2 separate regions of the Oncorhynchus mykiss genome follow, and region 1 is linked to region 2. The links are chromatin contacts, called in public Hi-C maps. All regions are on one chromosome and are shown on one strand. The core of a region is the stretch at or near the end of the contact, and the rest is flanking DNA. Distances in the headings are between cores, read along the strand shown. Region 1 holds the start of LOC110494342 (peptide deformylase, mitochondrial). Region 2 holds the start of adat1 (tRNA-specific adenosine deaminase 1).

What was found. A called contact is a pair of places that touch in the nucleus more often than the background predicts.
Region 1: a Hi-C map of liver shows a contact between it and region 2, with 3 times the contacts expected there. A contact is called at or near these places in 2 of 3 Hi-C or Micro-C datasets (blood and liver).

The regions. Positions count from the first base shown.
Region 1 is chr2:66,641,346-66,645,562 of USDA_OmykA_1.1, reverse strand. LOC110494342 (peptide deformylase, mitochondrial) reads left to right here and starts at 1,974. Exons shown (of 3, transcript XM_036953795.1): 1 at 1,974-2,029; 2 at 2,625-3,256; 3 at 3,462-4,217. The coding sequence starts at 2,665. The coding sequence ends at 3,619.
Region 2 is chr2:66,433,080-66,437,252 of USDA_OmykA_1.1, reverse strand. adat1 (tRNA-specific adenosine deaminase 1) reads right to left here and starts at 2,773. Exons shown (of 9, transcript XM_021569157.2): 1 at 2,449-2,773; 2 at 2,255-2,320; 3 at 2,091-2,145; 4 at 1,859-1,989. The coding sequence starts at 2,731.

The DNA.
Region 1 (4,217 bases), core at 725-3,224, 210 kb before region 2:
TGGTCCTTTGTACAGGAACGGGGTGAGTCCTTATCAACTTGCCTCCTCCTGCTCTTCCGAATCAATAACCGTCCTGTCCTTCGGGGCCCAGAGGAGATCCCTCCCCTAGGCGCATTGCCCTAGGCGCATCGCCCTAGGCACCGCAGCGGTCAGGCAGTGACCGCTGGGACCTTGGGTGTTGTGGTGGACCCTTCGCCTGGGGGTCGAGGCCTCCTTTCATCTGTACCATCCCAGGGCTTCCGTGGCTATCATGGCCCCAGCCTGGGGGGTGGTCTCTACTCATTTTGCTACCAGCAGGTTGCGGGAGGACCACAGTGCTTCCTTCAGACACGTGAGGGTGGGCCAAAGCTTGGTGAAGGCCTTTGGCGGAATAGGCCTTCGGCCCACCCCATACAGCACTGGGACGTTAGATCGTCCCCTGCTGGCAGACACAAGGAGATCCGGGGGTCTGATTCCTTCCACAGGTCCTTGGCGGCTCTGCACTCCCAGAGCAAGTATTTCACCGACTCATCTTGGCCGCAGCCTGGTCGGGGGCATGCGGGTGTCCTCGCCATGCCCCGGGAGTGCATAACGGCCCTGACTGGGAAGATCTCATGGGCGACCATCCAGGACAGGTCCCGGTGCCGGTTCAGCAGAACAGGATTGGCCATGTTGCGCCAAACCGCTGTGGGTTCGCCTGTAGCATGCCCACACACTGGACAAACTGGTTCCCGCTCCTGCACAAGAGAGAAGAGACCCTTGTTTAGTTAAAACCGTGACTGCCTCTTTTTCCAGTTTAAAATGTCTTAAAAACTTTTGGAGCTGGATGTAGTGTGTGGGGAGCAGAAAAGAGACTGGGGCTCACAGGTCTGTGTTCTTTTGCCCATCTTAGTCTTTTAGTTTTATATGGCTTTTTCTTTGCAACTCTGCAAAGCAGGAAGCCTGCCAGGTGTAGTGAAAAAAAAAAGAAAGCTCTGCTGTTGGGACAGTTTTATGTAGGTGTAACAGTACTCTTCTTGCGTTGTGTACAATCAGTCATCGACACGGAACTCCAACATGTAGCACCAGTCATGTAGATTTATTCTGATAAGAACGACACAAAATTGCACGTCATGCAATGCACGTCTCACCATCCAACTCTGCACTCATGCACTGTACAAAATATATGAACCCCCCCCACCAGACACAGTAAGTTGCTAGCTAGTACTGGCGGGAATTCTTTACAACAAAATGCACAACAAATATTCTCCAAAAACCGCTGCATCTTATGTGTGATGTTCGAATAACATTTACAAACAATTTGATATAAATTGTACATTTAAATCATCACCTGAGCGTATAAAAATCACTTTTGATGTACAGTGCTTTGCAACCAACCGTAAGCAAGCTACGCAAACCAGCCAATAAGATGCCATGTTGAGTAGGTGAAGGCAAGACAAACTCAAACCAAAAACCCATTGGCTTAACAATAAAGTGGCAAGGGGAATCACCAATATAACCCTGTTACATAGGCCATAACAGTTTGTGGGCACTGTTTGTCACCGTTATAGTGCAATTAACGTATTGTTAATGTTGTGTTGTTTAGTGGCTTTGCTGGCATGCATCTAAAAAAAATTGGGGGAGTTTGCCCCACCAACATTTACACGCTAAATAACCACTGGTTAAGACAAGTAACTATGAAAAGGGCAAACATCATGATAGGCTTGCAAGCTGAGCTTGAATAAGACATCGGATTACCACTGTGCATTTAAAACGGTTGGTTTTATTATAAATAATAAATAACCAAATCATTGATGGATGTTTACTATATAAAATAAATGCATCCCTTGTCTGCCCATAAAAGCCGGTCGGCATACGCGTCATCACGTTCCGAAATGAAGGTCACTGTCGTCATGATCTGACAGACCTTCCAGTTGTTTTGAACGCAACATACTGACAGCCAATAAAACACGGCCAAATACTTCCGGGCCAGGACCGTAAAGAATTTGTCAAAATGAAGTATTCAAGGGAACCTGCTACATATGTACAAAACACAACCGATAAAAATATGGTAGGTAGGCGTACAATACAGCACAAATTATTATATGTTAATCAATATTTACCCCCTTAACTGACTTGCCTAGTTAAATAAAGGTTAGATTAAAAATATATATATATTCACGTTTCCACAATAAAGAACCTTTATTTTGAAGACCTGACGAAATAATTGACCAGGAAGTGATTATCTTCAAGGCATTACACGCTCGTGTGTATTTTTATGAATTTATAAACTACAGTATTAGAATGGCATCGCTGTTGCTACTGCAATCAATATAATAAACGTTTTATGTTATGGAAACGTGTAACACTTGCATGGGATAGGATACTCGAGTTCATTGTATTTGCGTGGTTTCAGTATCGTGTGCAGTGAGCTAACTAACTGCTGTAGCTATTAGCTTACTAGCTAGGTTAGCTGCTCAACATGTAAACTTGTCATGTGATAATGTGAAATTATTTTGGTCATACCCGGGTCACAACATATTGATTTGGTAAACTGGCCATTTTTTATGTGCATCTATACCAATCTTTGCCCAACACCAATTTGTTGTTGACCATATTTAAGTTGTTGACTTCCTTCATTACAGTCTTTTCCTTGTCTCCTGCAGGACTGTAGCAGACTGACTAGTGCCAGGATTGAACCCAGACATGAATATAACTGTGTGCTCTTCAGCGCTGTTGACTCGTGCTTACAGAATGTGTATTTCAAAAGCCCCACGGCCCCATTCCACTGGATCCATTGGCTGGGTAGTCCCTGTCTGCATGTCCCCCAACCGGTCTTATTCTACAAACATCAAGGTTCGTTCCTACCTACAGTACATGAAGCGGAAGATCAAGCCCCCACCAAGTCCTCCATACCCCCATGTCTGCCAAGTGGGTGAACCGGTGCTGCGAGCCAAGGCTGCAGCGGTGGACCCTGGGGCAGTACAGGGTCCGGAGGTTCAGGCGGTGATCCACAGCATGGTAAAGGTGATGCGGAAATTTGAATGTGTGGGACTGAGTGCACCTCAAGTTGGAGTGCCACTTCGTATCTTAGCTCTGGAGTTCCCAGAGCGCATGTTGGAGGACAGCTTGCCTGCTGCACGTGAAGCCCGCGGTCTGACCACTGTGCCTCTGCGGATCTTTATCAACCCACAGCTGCGAGTCCTAGATGGACGCACAGTTCTGTTCCAGGAAGCCTGTGAGAGCATCTCGGGGTTCTCGGCCACTGTTCCACGCTACCTCTCTGTGGAAGTCTCAGGTGAGATAAGTAACGTGTTCCAGAGAGCAGCAAAAAAAAAATCAAGTTATGTTTTGCAACTGTTTGGAGTAATGATTACACCCCAGATTTAATGTACCCGAAACAGCCATCTAACCTAAATCTCTCGGCCCATGGCTGGTCAACATCAAATTAATTAGGCATGCGTTTGTTTTTTTTATTAATGTTTACATTTTTTGTGTCAAAGGCTTGAATGAGAAGGCAGAGCCTGTGACCTGGCAAGTGAGCGGCTGGCCCGCACGCATCCTACAGCATGAGATGGATCACTTGGATGGAGTCCTATACATTGACCGCATGGACAGTAAAACATTCATTAACGTGAACTGGGCAGCAAAGAATGAGTAGCCGTTTCAAACAAACCTAGTCACCCTGATTGACCCACAGCACTTAAAGACAGTTCTTGGACATAACATGGCAGCAGATAAGACCATTCTGAAACCTTTCCTTTGACTGATTAAACTGTAAATTCGTAATAATAAATAATGTATTTATGAAGGCAGATTTATAGTCTGGATGAATATTCAATTATCTTGCAAGTTGTTTAATTTGTGTGAACATTTTTAAAGGAACTGAAATATTGACTAAACTGTGGTGCCACCAGATGGCTGACCAAAGAGAAAATATTGCAGAATGTTGGAAGTAAAGAAAAAACTGAAAAGCTTTTATATGCTGTAGTATCCTACATTTAAACATCAACATCTAAAGAGCACAGCACGAGAGACATCTGTTCCTATTTTAAATCCCATTTTAATTCAAATATCTGCAGAAAAAATAACAAATAATGAAAACAAACACCTTAACCTCAAACCACATTTGGCAGTATTACCTTAAATCTTGACCTGCAACATTTAATCACTGGTTTCTCCTAATTTCTCACTGGTTTCTCCTAACATAAGTTTAAGGCTCCAGATCTAATCAAATTTAAGGACCTACCAAGAGCCCA
Region 2 (4,173 bases), core at 1,524-4,023:
AAACACTTCGTAAAAAGTGGGATACATTTGTGAGAATTAGGCTGGCGAATTGGGCATCTGCTCATACCAACAACCTGGCATATAAAGTATTACAAACAGCTAGCAGCACCGGCAGAGAATTATCAGGGCTTCACCGGGGACGTGAAAGAGCTATCTTCCTACCTCAATACTAAAGTTATAGACCTATCGCATTTAGCTCACGTCTTCCATCTAAATAACACTGATTAACGCTAAAGTAACCAAATTAACATGTCTGCCAGCTGTTGGTAGCTAACTGCTGGTGCTGTCATACTGTAGATCAGGGATATTCAACTCTCACCCTACGAGGTCCAGCGCCTGCTGGTTTTCTGTTGTACTTGATACTCAATTGTACCCCCACCTGGTGTCGAAGGTCTAAATCCCTGATTAGAGGGGAACAATGAAAAAAAGCAGTAGAACTGGCTGAGAGCTATAGATAGGCTTGTACTATTGGAAAAGAGTAGATTTGGTCACGATGGAGGTCAATGTTTTTGTAAAGAGCCCTGTGGCCGAAATATTGTGTGTCTACGTAGATGTCGGGCTAAACAGAGATGCGTCAGCCATGTATTCAATCATAGATCTGGTGGCATTTCGGAGAAAGGAGCCAGGTTCTCTTTAGAGGGGTGGATTGTGGATTTTGCTCAATGGGACAAGTGCATTTCTGGAGCTTGCTGCATGAGTTGTGTTTAAGAAGCCGCTGGCTGTCTGCACTTGGGCTCTCTGTGTGTGGATGGCTCGTTGGATGGTGTCTGTGGCGCCGGGGGAGCTAGTTAGTTGTCTGTTTCCTTTCTAGCTGGCAAAATAAGTGAGCTAGATTTTGTATGTGTACTGCCATACGTTGATAACATATCCAAGTTTGTCACTGGTATGGGCTAGTAAATATCCTAAAGCTGGCCATCTAGACAGCAAGCTAAAACCAGGGAGATAATTCACTTTGTTTCATCTGCTGCTGGCTTGATAATGTTCACTCATAACATGTAATTGATTCAATTACATTTTATTCTATAAAGATTGTAATTGTGTCAATATGTTGTGAATTTTGTCAAAATCCTCACAGCCGTTTCCCATACTAAAACGTGAAGTACAATTTGGTGCGCACCAGTTTACCATGTACAGTATGCTTCGGTAAGCTCACCGTGTGAGTCATCAAAATTGCGATCTTGCGTTTGGGCCTTTCTGGCAGTCTTGGTAATTTTTCAAGCTAGAACCCATGTATACTAGTTATTATAAACGGAGTAGTTTGAGCCCTGAATGCTGATTGGCTGAAAGCCGTGGTGTATTTTGGGCTCCCGAGTAGCCTCTAAGGTACTGCATCTCAGTGCTAGAGGTATCACTACAGACACCCTGGTTCGAATCCAGGCTGTATCACAATCGGCCGTGATTGGGAGTCCCGTAGGGCAGCGCACAATTGGCCCAGCGTCACCAGGGTTTGGCCGTCATTGTAAATAAGAATTTGTTCTTAACTGACTTGCCTATTTAAATAAAGTTTCAATATCAGACCATATACCACAGGTATGATTTGTAACTTTTTACTGTTCTAATTACTTTTGGTAACCAGTGTATAATAGCAATAAGGCACCTTGGGGGTTTGTGGTATATGTCCAATGTACCACTGCTAATGGCTGTATCCAGGCACTCTGCGTTGCGCTCAAGAACAGCCCTTAGCCATGGTATATTGGCCATATATCACACCTCCTTGGGCCTTATTGCGTAAATATACAGCACCAATTACATAAATATCTGATGGGGTCCATTATCTGCTACCTGGACTTTAATACTGACTGGGACTATAAGGCCTATAGTTCTCATGAACAACAAAATGTCAAACAACCAAACTCACATGGTGTGTGACTTGTGAAGAACAGGAAAGACACCCCTGACTGCACCTTCCACTTTCCCATCTCCTCTCCCTGACAGAACACAGTGCTGCCTTGCCCACATACTGCCATCCGCAGCTGCTCAGTCAGATACCTGCACAAACAAAGTAGGCGTATGTTATTATGGGTGAAACATACATACACACAAACAAATGTTACCAACAGGTCTTGCTCTCATGCATGACACACTCTCACCTAATGCAACCCCTCCTGGCAATGACTTCTGCATGGCTGTCATTGAGCACATCTCCTGATTGGACGAGAAAGTGAGTGAGCCACTACCTGTCTATGCCTTGTGTGTGTGTGTGTGAAAGATAAAGTGTGTGTGTGTATGTGTGGGGCTGTGTAGGTATACCAACCCTTTGAGCTCATGGCTGAGCGCCCAATACACTTAGTGCCAGTTCCCAATGACACTACCTCCTCAACTGTGAAGGAGATAAAACAGCCTTTATTGTACTGACATTCACTCTGGTAGAAAAATCAAGTACAATATTTGTATTAACATGAACTGAAGGGGATGACGCAAAGCTAACGACATGCATTTATATATCACCTTTCTCTTGATTCGGGGACACTGAACACTTTACTACGGCGGCCAAAAGCGTCCACTCTCTGCCCGGCTCGGGCTTTCCTCTCTTGGGCAACTCGCTAAAGCGCTGGTAGCACAGTTTGGAAATCTCATCGGCGGTCCACATATTGCAGCGAGTTTTAAACAAACTAGCTATCTGGTTAACTATGGTGGCAGCAGCCTGTTGTGAAGGTACGTAAAGTGAATAAAACACGGTTATTCGTAGTCTCTCTTGTATATGTATTTCAACGATACAGCCAATATTCATTGCATTACACACATTCTTATTTGCACACAAGACATGCTCCGTGTGAAGCAGGCAAGAATAGCTAATCACTTCCAGGTCACGGATATATGGAATCCTTCAGAATAAGAGTCCAATCCTGTATACTTTGTAAATGAATAATTAGGGCGAAAATGTGTACAGTTATCGATAGACCTGTAGTTATCATACAAATAATTTTAAGTATTTCTACAAGGTATGTGATTCATTTGTTTATTTTTTCAAGCCTAAATGGTCAACGATGTTTTTTCTGTATATACTTCTATAATTTATTGGACTCTACACAATTTCCTGTACATTGTATTGCAGTAAAAATGGGGTCCATTCTACTCAGGAGCACTTCTAGTTTCCAAATCCAGAGTTTACACCCCAAGGAGAGACTCTGCTCATTTTGTGGCCCTTAAAGAGTGGCCAATTGTTTTTTCATATTATTCATACCCCTTGACTTATTTAAAAATGGTGTTGTGTTACAGAAATATCTAATTTATATAAGTATTCACATCCGTTTGCTATGATGACACTCCAAATTAACCTCAGGTACATCCAATTTTCTTTAGTCATCATTGAGATGTCACAACAACTTGATTTAGAAAGAAACACCTATCTATATAAGGTCTCACAGTTGACAGTGTATGTCTGAGCAGGAACTATACCATGAAGTCCAAATAACAGTCTGTAGAACTCTTAGATATAATTGTGAGGAGGCTTATATCTGCAGAAAGGTATAAAGCTATTTATAGAGTGTTGAACGTTTCCAAGAGCACAGTGTTCTCCAGGAACCCACTGACCACTATGACAGAACTACAGTTCCTTGGCTGAGATTGTAGAACCTGCCAGAAGGACACCAGTCTCTACAACACTTGTCAGGGGTGTGTACGGGAGGCGAAGTCAGGTGCAGGAGAGCAGAGTGTAATAAACAGGCGCACTTTAATTCCGGTCCAAAAATGACAGCACATAAGAACAATAACGTGCCAAAAAACACGGAACATAGCAAAAGTATAGCGCCTGACAAAATCTCCTGAGTAGAATGGACCACCATTTTACTGTGACACAATGTACAGCAAATAGTTTACGGTGCAATATATTATAATAATACTATATATGCCATTGAGCAGAAGCTTTCATCCGAAGCGATTTACAGTCATGCGTGTATACATTTTATGTATGCATGGTCCAGGGAATCGAACCCACTGTCCTGGCGTTGCTTCTGGTGGAGCTGGGGAACAATAATATGTTAAGTGCGAGAAAGAAGGGGAAGAAAGGGGGTAGAAGAAAAAGGAGGAAGAAATTAGGAAAAACATTTAAAAAATGCTATTGAGGCTTCTTCATAATATGTGTTTATTATTCATCATGATAAGCTGAAAAACAATGACAATTATGTTTTTGCTATGTTTGAGGAAGTGGAAGAATGGACCTAAAGGTCCTCA